Regions from separate parts of the Gossypium hirsutum genome. Here region 2 is linked to region 1. The links are chromatin contacts, called in public Hi-C maps. All regions are on one chromosome and are shown on one strand. Each heading gives the region's core, a stretch centred on a gene start, on an enhancer-like site or on the middle of the called end of the contact. The rest is flanking DNA. Distances are from core to core; before and after follow the strand shown.

The links. Hi-C and Micro-C count contacts between places; a contact is called where the count stands out from the background.
Region 2: a contact with region 1 is called in a Hi-C map of leaf, with 2.4 times the contacts expected there. The contact joins the promoter of LOC121218502 here to the enhancer-like site in region 1. A contact is called at or near these places in 13 of 34 Hi-C or Micro-C datasets (callus, hypocotyl, leaf and 1 more).

What each region holds. Positions count from the first base shown.
Region 1 is chrD06:19,247,290-19,252,015 of Gossypium_hirsutum_v2.1, reverse strand. No RefSeq gene overlaps it. Among protein-coding and RNA genes, the nearest start is that of LOC121218500, 14 kb to the left of the region's middle. Within about 2 kb of position 1,990, at least 9 of the 9 cell types and tissues checked have an H3K27ac peak or open chromatin away from gene starts, as enhancers often do. A contact at or near this core is called in hypocotyl and leaf, where this site is marked.
Region 2 is chrD06:19,290,556-19,295,281 of Gossypium_hirsutum_v2.1, reverse strand. LOC121218502 (glycine dehydrogenase (decarboxylating), mitochondrial) reads right to left here and starts at 2,239. Exons shown (of 15, transcript XM_041095747.1): 1 at 402-2,239; 2 at 49-294. The coding sequence starts at 1,640.

The DNA.
Region 1 (4,726 bases), core at 741-3,240:
TTTAATTCAAATTTTAAGATTGATTTTATGAAAGTTAATTGTTATATTATTAGCTAATTATGAATTTTCATCAAATCAACTTTAAAACCTAAATTAAACACTAAAAATTAACGTTGATACTTTCAAGTACTAAAATGTATAACTTTTATAAAAAATAAGTATCGATGAAATAATAACACAAATACTATAATAAAAAAAATATTAAACTCTGAAACCAAATTACGTATTAAACCAATATTTTTTTATCGAAATGGATTCATAGAGTCAAAACACGGTGATACAATGGATAAGAGAGGTCTCAATTCCCAGAAAAGGCTCGAGGCCGTAGACAACTAGGCAAATGTCCCAAGTAGAAACAGGTGAGGGAGCAACACCTCGTCGTGGGCTTCAGCTATTAATGTACTATGAATCCCTTTATCCGAATGTCTCCTGAACCCACGAAAGAGTTACAGTAAAGCCCAGTGCAAGGCATAGTTAAGCCACGACACATAAGAACCCAGTTCAAGGCATAGCCCAAGACCAACACAATCCAAATAAAAAGATAAGGGAGAAACAGCTCAAACAGGGCCTAGAAGCCCTTTGGTATCCAGAAGTTACATAAGGTCGTCTGCATTCGAGCACCATAATGATTACAAGGGGAAAGTGGAGCTGTAGGAACCCTAAACCACTGAACCGAAGAGGTAGTGGAAACTTGGTCATGGTCCTTAACCTAAGGGACCACCATGGACCTGGGGCACCAAAAACTCTACAAATTCGGCAATGTAAATGGAGGTAGTTGCATACCAATCCACCTTTATCTTATCGACGGCAATTTCCCCTCAAAAAGGGCTCTCTTTTCTCATTCACCTTTATTAGATTTGTTCACTTGCTTTTCTCTGGGATTAACCAGAGGACAAGCTTCGTCGTTCTCTAGTTCATCTTGGTCTTACAAGAACTTGGGAGCATTCTCAAAGAGATTAAACAAAATTATAACTCAAAAGATTATGAATATATTTTATTTTTATATTATGCACATACTAAAGTATAATTTAACAATATTAAATCAAAATAGCATTAGTAAAAGAAGGGTGAAGAAAAATGTGAAGTTGTTATGGATATAACCAATATGTGTTTTAAACAGCTATGCAAGCATGACATAAAAAGTGAAGGGAACAATTCCCACCTCACCCCCTCCATACTCATCTCTAACCAACCCTTACATAATTTAAAGGAGATACATGAAAATTAAGGACAGATTTAGATATCTAAACCCTAAAGATAAACTAGTTGTATGAGTTGTATCTCATGTGAAAATCAAATAAAAAGGGTTAAATTAATGCAAGTCACCCTTCCCAAGGACACCACATCCCTACAGTCCAAGGGGTCTCACTGAACGCCAAATTCCACTGATGGGACTCCTCAAGTTCCATTGACACCCAGCCTAGAGCTCGTGCCAGCCATTGATCATCATCACAGACGTCCATTTCCTTTACTTCATCTACCATTACACTTTTGTTATCGTTAAACCCCATCCCAATAACCAATAACTCCTTCGTGGGTGCCACCAACTCAATGCCAGCCATCACACTGGACGACGAGTCAGACATCGAAGCCCCGCAGCTCTCGCCAAAGAACGGAAGAGACGAAGTTACTGTGGGCGAAGCGTTGTAAGAAGAGCTTGTCACTGTTATCTCTTTGTATAGCTCTTGCATTATCTCCTCCAGTTTCTCTTTTTCGACCGAACCCTCGTTGGAAAACTCGCTTTCGTCGTCGGATTCCGCCAGCAAGACGCTCAAATTCCCGGAAAATTCGCCGGAAAGTTCAGCCTCCGGGGACTTCGATTCTTCTCCTTCTCCCCCTCCCCCTCCCACTCTTATCGTCATCGTGTTTTCTTTTTCTTTTTGAGAGAAACGCGTAATATAAAGAGAAGATGTCACGTAGGATGCAAGTGTAAGAGAGATGACGCGGCGAGCAAAGAGTGAAAGAGGTGACTAAAAAGTGGGCCCCAATGATTTGTCAACATTATAGCAATAGAAGGTTTCTTTTGGTTCAGTATACCAATAGAGTTGGTAAGGCCTTGTTTGGAAGGTTAACATTACATTTTTGTGGTCAGAATTTTGCTTTTGGTAATTTATGTTAATTTAATATACAATTTTAAAAATATATAAAACCTTACATTTACGATGCATATTAATTTTTGTTTAAAATTATTTAAAAATCGAAGAAATTAATGTATTTAAATTCTATTAATGATATTTAATATTAGAATAATACTAAAATCCATCATGGTTTGAGTATTAATACTACTTAATTATAGTTTAAATAATGTTATTAGAGAAATTATTTGGAAGTGTCATATAAGGGTGAGGCCGCTTGTGGAATAAAATAATATACTGCGAGTGTATCAAATACTCACTCATATTATTAATATATTTTTATAGATTATGTGTTATATATTGTTAAATTAATTTGTTTTAATGTTATAATTGTTAATACTCGATTTTTATATTTATTTTTCCTCAATGAATATAATTAACTCTTATTATATTTGAAAAATAAATAAATTTTATTTTAATATGTGCCTTTTTCTAACTATATTTAAACTTAACAATTTAATATTTACCAGTCTTAAAAGCTAAGCAAAATTTGAAAGTAAGACTTTATATTTAATATATAAAAATCTATATAAAATAAATTTAAACGAAAATGCATGAAACAACTTAAAAGATTAAAAGGTCATTTACCCAATATGGAAATAAGTGCTTGAAATGGAAAGTGTGACATGTCTAAAAATTGTAATGTGAGCATAGATACTTATTCCTTATTTAGCTAGAACCTAATAAAATACATTACTAATTTTTTATTTGATGCGATGCACGGACTTGTTGTATATATCTTTTAAAATATATTTATTTGTTAATTTAAATTAATTTTTAAAATTGGTAAGTTTTAACAAATAAAAATTAAAATCGAATGTTTCTTTATTCATCATTTATGATATTATAATGATGGTAAATATATTTTTATATATGATACTAAATTAACAAAACAAATTTTTAAGTGTATATTTATTTCAAGATTTTTAATGTAATTCCGTAATTATTAATAGTAATATATACTAAATATGTATATATTCATGTTAAAAATTATCGTAACTATTGTAAATTTTTAAATAATTTAATTAATTAATATAAAAACCAATATGGAAAAAGTAAAAGAAGATACGTGTTTATTTTGATATTTTGTCCCACATTAATTATATTCATTTAAAAATGTTTAAACCAGCCTTAAAAGAACTATAAACTAAATTTTTTAAAGCTTTTTTTATTAACGACATGATTTATTCAAAATATAATTGGACAGAGTTCAATTTAATAATTATTTTAAAAATTTTATTCAAATTCATCATTATTAATAAGCGGTTATTTCAAAATTAAATGTAACAATTAAAATTTAATAAGGACTAACATCATAATTTAAAAAAAAGTAAGTAAATTGATTTCAAGAAGAGAGATTAAATTGTAAAGAAAGGTATATATGAACATGTGTCATCTTAATTTAATGTCAAATGTTACAAAATTACAGTATGAACATAGTGTTTATTTCCATTTTTATAATATAATTAATTATACCCTACGTTTAGATCAAAATTTAAATTAGTATACGTTCATTGTTTTAGCTACCATCTCTAGTGGTACACACCAATTTGAATATGATGCGGTTATCTTTTTCCAAATACGTATAGATTAATAAATCATTTTAAAATATTTTTATTTAATTAGCTTGAGCTTAGTTAATTTTGAAAAAAAATTAAAATTAAAATATTCTTTTAAGTTTTTTTTACTCATTATACATTTAAAATATAGTCTTTCAACTTTTATTTCAAAAAATTTAGTTGTTTTATTTTTTGAATTTAAAAAATACAAGTCCAATAGTTAATACCATTAAAATTCTTTTGTTAAATTTGTTAAAAAGAAGAAAAAACCTATAAAAAGTGAGACCCCTTGCTGTAATCCCTTGAAGGCCGATAAATACAAGGGTTTTTTATGGACCTACATTGTGATTAAAATATTTATGTATAACAATTACCCCTAATCAAAAGGAAAGTTATAAAATGTGCTTGCTTGATACGAAAAGCAATGGTAAGGTCTTTGTGTTGTAGACGAGGTCAATTTGATTTAAAAAAATTTGTTTGTATTTCTTCTTACAAAAATTATGATAACTCACAAATATTTGGAATTATACTGGCATCATAGGCATTGCAATCGTTCATGAGTATTAAAAATTATGCTAACACTAAAGCTAAAGCAACTTATTAACAAAGGGCACTAAATGTGACTATTGACCCATAATCTCAAGAATATTTTATGTATATCTTTTCCTTATTTATGCATATTATTTTCCTTGACTTACGAGTTAATTGGAGCTCCTACTTGTATATAATCATCTTATTATTCTATAATGATATACAAGAAATACAACAGCTTTTTTTTTTCTTATTTTATCATGGTATTGGAGTATGGTTAGAATTCCAGTTCTTTCTTTTAACCATGACAGAAGACTGTTCTTCAAAAACCCCTCAAACAAACCTTGAAATATTTTCACCCTATATCCTTCATGCTTTTGACAACCCAGGGGCATCTTTAGTAACTTGTCTCCTAAAAGAAGAAAATTACCCCACATGGCGTCATGCCATGACAAATGCTTTGCAAGCCAAAAGTAAATATGGCTTTGTTGATGGATCCAT
Region 2 (4,726 bases), core at 990-3,489, 43 kb before region 1:
TATAATATTGTGTTGACCGAACAAACGGGTAGGTGCAATCAGACTCACTGTTTTGGCATCAAGAACCCGAAGGTTTATCTCACTCCTGCGAGCAGCATCAGCAATTGAATGGGCATCAGCACATGTAACCTTCACAGTATCAAAGAAGGGAAGGCCCTGGACTTCCACGGTGCCAAGTTTCTTCAGTCCCAAAGCAAATACCCCAGCAAGACCATGAACACGTTGTGCAATGGCCTTTAAGCCCTCAGGTCCATGATAAACAGCATACATGGCAGCCATGTTTGCTAGTAATGCCTAGATAAAACAATATATCAAGTCAAACAAAGCAAAGACAATTCATCCAAATACAAAGAGAAATATGTATTATGAACAATAATCACACATAAGGACGAATCTCTTACTTGAGCTGTGCATATGTTACTGGTAGCTTTGTCCCTGCGAATATGTTGCTCCCGGGTTTGCATTGCCATACGCAAAGCAGGCTTCCCGGAAGAATCAACACTAACACCGATAATTCGTCCAGGCATCATCCTCTTATACTCTTGAGAAGTAGCCAAAAACGCAGCATGAGGGCCACCGTACCCCATCGGCACCCCGAACCTTTGTGCCGAGCCAACAACAATGTCTGCCCCAAGTTCACCTGGGGGCTTCAACACTGTCAATGCCAATAAATCAGTTGCCATGACAACCTTAACACCATGAGCATGAGCATTCTTAATAAACTCCCCGTAGTCCAAAACCTCACCCTCGGTCCCTGGATACTGAACCAAAACCCCACAAACATCACCAGAGCTGTAATCAATATCCTTAAGATCTGCAGTAACCACTTTAAGATCAAAACCATCAGCTCTAGTCTTACAAATATCAATTGTCTGAGGGTGACAATTATTAGCAATGATGAAAGTCTTCTTTTTCCCTTTCAGAATATTGTTACACATGGCCATAGCCTCAGCAGCAGCAGTTCCCTCATCAAGCAATGAAGCATTTGACATAGGCAAACCAGTGAGATCAGTAATCATGGTTTGGAAGTTAAGCAAAGACTCAAGCCTGCCTTGAGATATCTCAGCTTGGTAAGGTGTGTATTGAGTGTACCAAGCTGGATTCTCCATTATGTTCCTCAAAATCACAGGGGGAACATGAGTGTTATAATAACCCATCCCAATGAATGACTTGAAAATCTTGTTCTTAGATTCCAACATTTTCATGTGTTCAATCATTTGGCTCTCAGTTAACCCTTCATCAAACTTTGAAAACTTCATGGAATCAATACGTATAGCTTTAGGCACAGTTGCATCAATAAGGGAATCAAGACTATCAAACCCACAAGATTCAGCCATTTTGGCCTGCTCCTCAGGGGTTGCAGAGTTATGGCGGCGGGGAAAAGTATCACTCGATTTCAATGCCTCAACAGAGATGGATCGAACTTGTTGTGACCCAAAACTGTTTGGTACATTTCTACCTCCTAACAAATCTGATCTGCTATAATACTTGGAACCAAATGGTGACAGTGAAGATACATACCTTGAAGGAGTGTATAAAACAGGTGATCTACAGCTCATTTGCCCATTGCTTGATTGCTTGGTTTCATTAACCAAGCGTTTAAGGATTGCCCTGCTAGCCAACCTCCTTGCCCTCTCCATCAAAGAAGTTGCTTCTTTGTTTTTTTCTTAAGGTTTTGGTAATGAAAATGCAATGGAGAAGAAAAAGAAACTTTGGGTTGGTGAGGCAATGAAACAAAAAGGCTTAAAGGTTTAATTTTTATTTCATGAGTGAGAGAAGGGAAAGTGGGTTGGTGGTAGAACTGTGTGTATACTTTTGTCTATATTTATATATGGTTGTGCATAAATAATCAAATGTAAATGAAAATCATGAAAAAAATAATTATTTTTATGGGAAAATTAAAGAATTTTGGTGGATGATGGGTGACGCTGCAACTATGGAGAAAAAAGACATATTTTTTTGAGGACATAACATGTCAGATTCCAAAATTAACATAAAAAAGAAATCACAAACCTCCAAAAGAAAATGAATGGAAGTAATTGCAAGAAAAAGGATTGAAATTCAATGGATACCAATTCATGGCACCATCTCTTTAATCAAACAAATCTCAGGAAAATAAAATTTCAATCTTATTCTTTTCTCCCTTTCTGGTTCTTTGGATGAAGATTGAAGATTGAAGATTGAAGATTGTGTGTTGGCAATATCTGTTTCACAATCTCATTATCTTGATTATCCCTCACCCTCAACCTCTCACTGCCATCTATCTTTACTATAATTAAAAATTTAATCTTTCAAATTTAAAAATAAAAATACTAGTTGAATTCTATTAAAATTCGTCCATTACATAATTATTGAGATACTCACTCAATAATTGTACAATCTTTATTGTGCATTGTCACTATTTTAAGAGTAACAAGTTACATTCTTTATTTATATATGATTAGTATGTGTTAAAATGATTTATCAAATGAATCTTTGCTTAGAATTTGACCAACAAACTTTGAATCTCAAAAATCATCCTTGCAATTGCAAGTAGTACTGTACGTGTCATCCAAATCAACTGATGCCAACCCTCTTTGCCATACATCCGGTTTTAGTCCGTTCAATTTCGACTCTTGGATTGAATTTTTTAATCATTGCTTTGCTTTAAGAATATCTACTTTGATTCTTTTTTTTAAATATCAAATAGATGTAACATTGGTATTATTTTTTATTATAATTATATTTAAAAGAAATACTTATACGTGATTAAACCATGCCCATCTATCTATACTATATTTAAATCTCTAATTGAGTTGTGTCACTAATCAACTATAAATTAATTGAGTTAATAATTGATCAAAATTAATGGAGGATGTTTATTGTACGGCCACTGTCAGTAAATAATAATATGATATCTCATTATTAAATAAAATAAAAATAATGAATGATTTATAAATAAATATTATATTTAAACATAATTAATTATAAATAAATGCTAAAAACTCTAAACCTGAGCCCAAGGCCCTAAACTTTTCAACCAAATATCATAAATTCAAGAGTTATTAATATTTATTTATAATAGTTATGATAAATATTTAATTATGTTTAAATAATTATTTATTTATTTATTTACAAGTCCTTCATATTTTTTGTTTAACTTAATGATGATGCGATAGTGCATGAGTCTTATGCACTAAATATTATTCCAAAAAGTAATTCTTTTTACAAAATAAAAAATATTACTATGAGATTTTTATCTTTGGTTAAAATATGCTACAAGTCCTTGTACTATTTATAAATTTACAACTTAATCTTTATACTTCTTTTCTAGGAATTTAGTCATTCTACTTTTTATATTTCAAGATTTAAGTTCAATTGTTAACATTATTAATATTTTCTATTAAATTTTCTAGTGTAACGTATTTAAGTAAAAAAAAATTGGTAACCATATAAATAAAAAATAACATTGTATTTAACTTGAATTTGATAAAAAAATTTATCAGAGTTAAAAATTGAGCTTAAAATTTTAAATCTAAAAAATAGACTAATAACATATTTTTTCTTTTAAAGTACAATTACAATTTATGATTAAAAAATTAAATCAATTTAACAACAATTAGAAGCTAGAATATATTTAAAATTTAGCCCTATGTCATATTAAATTTAGACAAAAGCCACACATGATGAAACTTGAGCCCATAATTTAGATTGAAAAGATATACATGCAAAGTAAAACCATAATAATTAATTTAAGTAGGACTCACACATGATGAAACTTAAAAACAAAATAAATTTTAAATTAAAACCTACACATGCGTAAATGTATATAGTGTCTCACACTTGGGCACTTAAAAAATCTTTATAATTTTGATATTATGCAAACTAAAACCTTAATTTTGCACAAACAATAATTTTATGAACTTTAGAATAATATGATTTTCATAAGCCTAAGAATTACTTGATGTGGAATTGGAGTATGCCATTAGACTTGACGAAGAACTCCAGATAATTTGATTTCTCGCTCTTGACTTTTTATCTTAATTACACAAACCCTAAACAATGGAGGGTTGTAATTTTTGTGCATAACTCTAATAGGTAGAAGGGATGATCAATTTATAGCGATCATCCTTTATTTGATGCATCCATCAAGTAACCGGATGAAGGGATAAGATATAACTTCTATTAAAGTAAAAATTCGTATTCCCTTTAAATTGGTTCCATAAAATAGAGCTAAAATCTTACATTCTCACACTTGGACCAATGCGATAAAACATAATATTTAATAGAACAAAACTTTTAGCGTGCACAACAAAGTAACACTCGTCATTGTTATCATATTATAGTGAATTGCAAATACGAATTTATGGTGGTTATATATAGTTTAAGTCACATACTTATTTACATATATTACAATATTATAACTAAATATTATAGAACTTCAAGTAACATACATGTCACATCATGATCACAATAATATATTATAAAGAATTTCCTATTTTAAATAATTTCAAAAAATTGTGCATACAATCATAATAAATAGAATTGCACCAGTTTTATATCAAAAGCACAATAATTGAACTCAGAGTATCACATTATCATAAAATGTAATTCATCAATACAACCAAGACTCATTCTACGTACATGTGTCTTTAGAAATAATCTTAAGTAACATATTTAAAACAATAATAAGTTGTTAGCATATTTACTTGACACATCGGCATTTTATGTATTAAACTAATGTAAA